Regions from separate parts of the Mus musculus genome. Here region 1 is linked to region 2. Evidence: chromatin contacts called from public HiChIP or PLAC-seq data. All regions are on one chromosome and are shown on one strand. Each heading gives the region's core, a stretch centred on a gene start, on an enhancer-like site or on the middle of the called end of the contact. The rest is flanking DNA. Distances are from core to core; before and after follow the strand shown. Region 1 has its middle 5.4 kb from the start of Gm30966. Region 2 overlaps Sipa1l1 (signal-induced proliferation-associated 1 like 1).

Evidence for each region. HiChIP or PLAC-seq counts read pairs in DNA pulled down with a chosen protein or histone mark.
Region 1: a BATF HiChIP or PLAC-seq map of CD8 T cells shows a contact between it and region 2, with 5 read pairs. The contact joins two enhancer-like sites. A contact is called at or near these places in 1 of 15 datasets of contacts at CTCF or cohesin (large pre-B cells), 5 of 484 Hi-C or Micro-C datasets (the C3H10T1/2 cell line, cerebellar granule neurons, cerebral cortex and 1 more), 4 of 115 datasets of contacts at active chromatin or transcription factors (CD8 T cells, bone marrow-derived macrophages, cardiomyocytes and 1 more) and 1 of 9 other capture datasets (adipose tissue).

The regions. Positions count from the first base shown.
Region 1 is chr12:82,469,544-82,473,093 of GRCm38.p6, forward strand. No RefSeq gene overlaps it. Among named protein-coding and RNA genes, the nearest start is that of Gm30966, 5.4 kb to the right of the region's middle. Within about 2 kb of position 1,263, at least 295 of the 459 cell types and tissues checked have an H3K27ac peak or open chromatin away from gene starts, as enhancers often do. A contact at or near this core is called in CD8 T cells and memory CD8 T cells, where this site is marked.
Region 2 is chr12:82,348,516-82,351,879 of GRCm38.p6, forward strand. The region is part of intron 2 of Sipa1l1 (signal-induced proliferation-associated 1 like 1); the gene reads left to right. Among named protein-coding and RNA genes, the nearest start is that of Sipa1l1, 39 kb to the left of the region's middle. Within about 2 kb of position 1,771, at least 51 of the 459 cell types and tissues checked have an H3K27ac peak or open chromatin away from gene starts, as enhancers often do. A contact at or near this core is called in CD8 T cells and memory CD8 T cells, where this site is marked.

The DNA.
Region 1 (3,550 bases), core at 13-2,512, 120 kb after region 2:
TAAACCTGGGGCAGAGACTCTGTGATGCTCTGAGAGTGAATGTGCAGTATTCGTGGGACCCATAGCAGTTCCTCTGTGTGGGCTGAACCAGCAAAGGACGGTAACTCACGGGCTTCACTGAGGCATGAGTTGGGGTCACCCTCTTTCCTTTGGTGGGTGGGTGGAGAAGAAAGAGTCAATTAGATTTACTTAAATGACTCCCCTCTACACCAGCCAAAACCAAAATCAAGGTCTCTTTAGATAGCTCACTAAAGAGGTGAGTAGCCTCATTACCAAAACCTGCTGCTCAGAGACTTCCGCTCCCAGCGGAATTCCCCCCCCCCCACCCCATGCTCTTCTGACAGTTTTACAGTTCAAAGTTCAGAAGGAGGAGGGAGAGAAGTTTCATAGGAGGAAAGATCTCTACAAAATTAGAAACGAAGTTCATGTCCCCAGCTTCCAGGCTGCTTGTCAGGAACACAAAAGGTGGCATGTGATAGCGATGTAGGTTGTGAGTTTAGGAGAAAATCACAGAGGGGCCAAGGAGAGAAGATGCCATGGGTATGTGTGTAGCCATTCACTTTAGTACTGAACTTTCCGGAGCCAGAACGTCCCCCAGCACCAACTTGCACCCGTGCAGGCTTAACAGCATGCTGTGAGCGTCCTCTGCTGTCTGTGTTTGGGCCGGCATCCAAGCCAGTTGGGCTGTTTCCTTAATGGCTACAAGCAGGCGTCTCTCCCGCTTTCAGTTTCAAGAAGTACCATAGCCCCATCAGAGTCTGCGCTAAGGAGTGGGACTGGCCAAACTGACCCCTTCAGTACTGCATCTTTTTTAAAAAAAAATATTTTTTTTGGTGGTGGAAACTCTAGAGGGCGGAGAAAAAAGAGGTCTTGCTGTGTGAACCGGGGAGGAGGGAAGGGAGTCGTGGCGGGGAGGGAGTGGGGGTGGGGGTGGGGGTGATAGGTTATTTCTGCTCCAGGGCAAGAAGGAAAGAATCTCTGTGGAGATTCCTCCCCCCACCCCCACCCCCCGGAAGGCACTTCCAGCTTTTGTAAACCTCAACATCACTGCGGAGGGAAGCCGTTGGAAAGCTGCCCCTGGGAATTATGGGGCAGGGAAGTCAGAAAGCATAGAGTGATCTTAGATAGACTGCTAGGCTTTGAGGTGCAGAAACACATACTACCCCTTCCTTTAAAGGCGGTCCAGCGGCATCAAACGCTGATGTCGATGAAGCCGCTGATGCGGTTCTCCATGATTGGAGGAAAGCAGGGGTGACGTCAGCGCATGCTTGTAATTCCCGCACTCAGGCTGCAACAGGAGGGATCTGGTTAAGGCTGTGTTCAGCCTGGGCTACAGAGGAGGAGATCTTGTTTAAAACGCAAGACAAATCAAACAAGAAAAACCAACGAGGGGGAGAGAAAAGGGTCAGGCATCAGGATTCATTACATGTATGTAGTAGATCTAAAGTGGAAATTTCTGGTTTCTTTGAAGACTTGGGTTATAATGTTTTGCTGGGACAATCAGGGGAAAGGATGTCTTGCTAAAGCAGACACGTGAGAGAATGTTTTGATGAAGGAGACACAGGTGAGAGGATGTTTTGCTATAGCAAACAGGTGAAAGGATGCCCAATGTTTAGAAAGAATATAAATATGGCCCCACAGAGAGTGGGAGCGCCAGCTGCTTTGCCTCCACTGCCTTGCAAGCCTTCGCTGATGACACGCATAGATTGGTTCACCTTCCATTGCATTGCTGAAGTTCGCTTGTAGTGACCTCATAGAGAGAAACCCACCAAAATAACTTCTTGTGAGAGTCCTGCGACTTCTGGTCACTGGACTTGGCCGATTGGCAAACCTCACCTTATCCCCTGGAGTGAACTGCCTTTGCTGTTCCCGGTGTGTTGCCTGCCAACTGGACTGGACTGCAGTTGCTGATTTATGTTTGGTGTTTGCTAGTTGACAGAAAACAATGAAGATGGGAATCGCCCCCAAAGAACTATTTCTAAAGAGGTCCACTTCACCCCTATCCTAATAACCTTTCTTTTCCACTACCTCTGCTAGAGGGGAAGTCGAACTCTTATTAAAGTAGGTTGTGAAAAATATATGCCTACATAGATCCTTGCTATAATGAATAAAATGGGCATAAGAAATGTCTCGTTGTTTCCCTCCCTTCATGCTCCAGACCCAGCCTAGTGTGGCTAAGCTGAAAGGAGAGTCCAATTTCGGTAGCTACCCAAATGGTCTCCTGCCCTCCTGCTCCGACATAGGAGCTGGGGGGTCTGAAAGGAGATGCCCAGCCTGAAGTCCCCTGCTCACTTATTAGATGTTCAAGGGTCACCTCCCCAGCCCCCCAAGTGCTGTGACCATTGTAGGAACCTGAAAAGGTCTGTCTCCCTTCTGAGCTTGGGCCATTCTCATACCTTCTTATTTCTCCATGCCTGGCCTAGCACAGGCTCATGGAGGCCACTCAGCCTGGGCAGGAGGGACACCACTCTTTACAGCGCCTACCCAAGGATCACCCATGGGCATAAGGTGTGAAAGGAGACACCAGGTGTCTCTGAAACCCAGGGCACATTCCCAGTGTCCACATAGCATCTCTTGTTACTCTGAACTGATAACCTGTCCACTGCCGCCCGCCAGGCTTTGCAGTAATGCTGCTGTTTTCTGTTTTTACAAAGAAAGAGGCCATGACAGTGGCTTCATAGATTAAGAGCTGTGAGCTGCCTACATTGGAGACAGACATCACTAATGTAAGAAGGGTTTGAGTGTTCGGTGTGAGTGCCCATGGCTGAGATGAGACAAATTAACTTATCAAGTACCACTCAGCATCCAAGCACTGGCTCTGTGCAGAATGGAGTTACTTCCCAGTCATGCTAAATGACACTGGCTAGCGTGCTTCCTCCCCAATTCATGGTTCTGATTCTGTGATGTGCACAGCAGTTATAGACAGCAGCTGAGGGACGTTTCTGAAATTCTGAGTAATTCAGATTCTTCTGTGTATATATGTAAAAGTCTAGATCCTCAACCTTCCTAACACCGCACCCCTTTAATACAGCACAGTTCCTCAGGATATGGTGACCCAGATCGTGAAATTACTTTTGTTGCTACTCTATAACTGTAATTTTCCTACGGTTATGAATGGTAATATAAATAGCTGACATGTGGATGGTCTTAGATGGCCCCTCTAAAAGGGTCCTTCGGCTTAGAGGGGTCGCGGCTCACAGGTTAAGAACGACTGCTCTGTAGTGCTTAAAGTGAGACATTGTTTCTTCTGAATGGTAACCATGCAGGCAACGGTAAGTGATTTGATCAATCTTTATACAAATGCAAGGTTGACTCTAGATGTCAGAACTTTCAAGAAAGACATCAGACTCTTAGAAGTGCTTTCGAAGCTATAGTATGTTAGCTAACACAGCTGTGTACACTCACAACAGCTTTGTGTGTGGACACAAGACATTTTAACCACTCACCACCCTCTCTTCCCCATTTATCACCTGCGGGCCCACTTCCTCTTTCCAACTATAGAAGTAGTCTTAACTTACAGCTTGCCATTCAATATGAAGTTTGTCCTTTA
Region 2 (3,364 bases), core at 521-3,020:
GCATAAATAGGTTAGCTTGTTACAGGAAATAGTATGGCAATACAGACACTAAAGTGTATTTTCTAGTCCCAGAACTACTGCTAACACTTTTGTACTGGTTTTAAATATAGAAATAACCATGTGTTCATTTGTGTACGTACTTAGTTCAGATAATCTTTCGTACCTATTTTGTGAGTTCTTCCCATTTGGTTCTGAGGGACTCCCTTAACACAGACAGGCTGAGGGTCAGGACTGGGAAAGGGGTCACTGCTCCACCAGGCGGTGTCTCTGTGGCATGGGAGGGTAGCAAGCAGGGTAGAGGCACACAGAGTAGACTTCTGCCCTCTTGCTAGCTATAGAATCTAGTTATTGTTATTATGATAAATGAGAAATCTTTAAATGTTGATATTTATGATTAAAACTTGTAATCTTTAATTCCTTTGCCTCTTCTTCCTGGAACTTCTTTTGAGTTGATAGTTGAATGCTTGGATTTGCATTTTAAAATGTTATTTTGTTGAAGCTGTGTGGTGAATGTGTGGTGTGTGCACAAATGATGTAGCTATGGATGCTTATGCAGATGTCAGAGGAGGACGTAGGCATCCTGCTCCATTACATTTGCTGTATCTCTTCAGGCTTCTTACTAACCTGATATCCACCATTGGCTGGATTGGCTGGCCAGCAAGTCCCAGTGACTCTCCTGTCTTGGTCCCCACAGAAGGAGTTGCAGGCCCAGGCCACTGTACTCAGCTTTCTCTGTGGAGCTATTTGAATGGTGACCTGTTACTCAGTTCTGTGTTCTGAGCTTGGAGCAGTGTGGCAGTTCTACTTAAACAGCCCTTTCACTGAGTTTGTTTTTTTGGGCAGTTGTATTTTTGTTTTCCTGTGTTTCTCCTGATAGTGTTCCCTCATCACTGTCTTGTGTTTGCTCTTCTCCCCACTTTAGTGGTATTATTTTTAGATTTTTTTTTTCCTGAGCTTTCTTCAAGTTATCTGTGTCTCTGGAGTTGCGTATTCTACTTTTCTTCTGTTTTGTTCTTTGTGGTTTTTCTGGTTGTCTGATCCTGTTTTCAACACAAGTGCAAGTGTGACCTGAGTTCTTCCGAGCAGCTCTGAGGGGCTCTTGCTCCAGTGTGGCCTCCCCTAACACAGACAGAGCTAGCACTGGGAAAGTTGTCACTGTGGGGTGAAAGGGCAATGAGCAGGGGAGGCAGGAGAAGGCCTGACTTGTACCTTGGGAGTACCTCCTTCCTCCTTCCTCCTCCCTCCTCCCTCCTCCCTCCTCCCTCCACAGTGCATACAGCAGTGTTTGCTTCCCTGTCCCCTTGAGCACTGTTAGCCTTTCATCTTGTCCTGTCCATGAAGGAGCCTTGCCTGTCCTCCAAGCCTTGCCATCTTCCAAGCTCAGGCCCTCACAGAACTCATTCAGTCACCATGATGCCCTTGTTTCTATGGGACACTATAGGGTTATATTTTGCCACAGCAATCAAAACACACCTCAGCAACCAGGACCACAAGTTAGATTGCTTGTAGAATGTCTTATAAGGGAGTGTTTGATACCAATGTGTATTTTGAGATGAGGGACTTGGGTATTCTATGTAGCATTGGGTATGATGGCTGAGAGCCCCCCCCCCCCCGCGCGCGCGCGCGCGTGTGTGTGTGTGTGTGTGTGTGTGTGTGTGTGTGTGTGTGTGTGTGTGTGGCTTTGTGCTATTATTCTGCAGATACCCAGTAATGAGTGAGGTTCCTTTTCTTCTCTCTCCAGGAAATGAGACCTCAAGTAGCTGTGTGGTTATAGTGGTTTTGTGAGAATGAACCAACCACCAATTGATCTCTGTACAAACAGGAACCCCTCACTGTGTCTGATTTTCACTATTGTGAACTCACATACGCGTGTGGATGGATTTGCTAAGGCTGAATTCTAGCATTGCCTTAGCTACTTTCAACTTTTTAACGTGTATTGGAATATAGTTTTTGAAAGATAATAATTAGACATTTGCCAATAAAAACCTCATAATTCTGTAACTCGTTTCCCCTTTATTAGATAGTTTTATATTTTTTCTGTTATAATTTGATGGAGTTTATTAAGGTTAACATAACTTAATAATAAAATTTGTTTTTTGTTGGCAGGTAAGGCGACTGTTGGGGTGTGCTTAAGCAAATGCCGTTTGCTTTTGGTTGTTTGGTTGTTTGATTGATTGATGGATTGAGTTTTGCAGTTCTAGGGATTGAACCCAAAGACTCGACATTGCTAGGCAATCACTCCTTCCTGTAAGATTTCTCTCCACTCCTTGAAAATGTTTTAAGTGGCAAACCTTGATTCAGCTTTTTTTTCCCCACCTCTCAAGCCAACCTCCCTCCCTCTCTTCCTCCCTCTCCTTTCTCTCTCTTTCCAGTCAGGGTTTCATTATCTAACCCAACTAACTAGTGATTCTCCAGCCCCATGTCCCCAGGACTATGGCGTAGCCCACCATGCCTACTGCCCCATTTTCAAGAGTTGCCTGTCGAGATGACTTGGACCCTCCGAGTGCTGAGTGCTTTATAGCTGTGGTGCTCACTCTTGCACAACAGAAATCACAGCCTCAGTGCAGTCTTTGGGACAGAACCCTGGCATGTGGCCAGCCCTGCACGCATGTCCCCATTGGTTCCCTGCCCTTTTAACTGAGGTACCCGGTCCTGGGTTTCCATGAAAGGTCAACCTTTACAATTAGAATAAGCTCTTTGGGGATGAGACAGGAATTCTATGCGGCATGCTTCTCCAGAAGTTTCTTTAAACAGATGGCTTTTAAAAAACCTCCTATCCTGCCAACTTAATTTTTATTTTAAAAGCAGCTGTTTCCCACCTCATTTCTGTTGCTGTTGTTTACAGTCGTCAGTTCTTCTTGCGTTGTCTTCTCCAACACTGATACCATTGAAAGAATGCAATACACAGGGACAGATAGAACAGGAGTGAACGGCTTCAGGAAACCCGTGCTTTGCTCAGGCTCCTTCCGAGATTCGCTCAGATTCTCTGGCGAATGGAAATATTAGAAGTTAGAGTTGATAGGGTAAGCTGTCCTAACAGTGGCCTGGCTAGGAACCCACCAGGCGCTCTGCTTCGTGAGATAGCAAGTGTGGAGTGTGAGAAAGGGTGAGCTGATTGCGATTTGGGCTTGTACAGTGGCCTGAGCCCTTGTCTCCTAGTAGGACCACTCACTGCTGGTGTTTGCAGCTCTACCCCCACCATGTCACTTACTGTCTTTTCTAAGGAAATGGGGGAGTTTCAGCTGTTTTTCTGTGGAGTCAGTTTGGGGAACTCTAAGATTAGAGTTACTGTGTTTGTGGCTTTGACATGTGTTGCCATGCTGGTTCCTGCAATGCTTGCTGTCAATCCACACTTCTGGTCCCA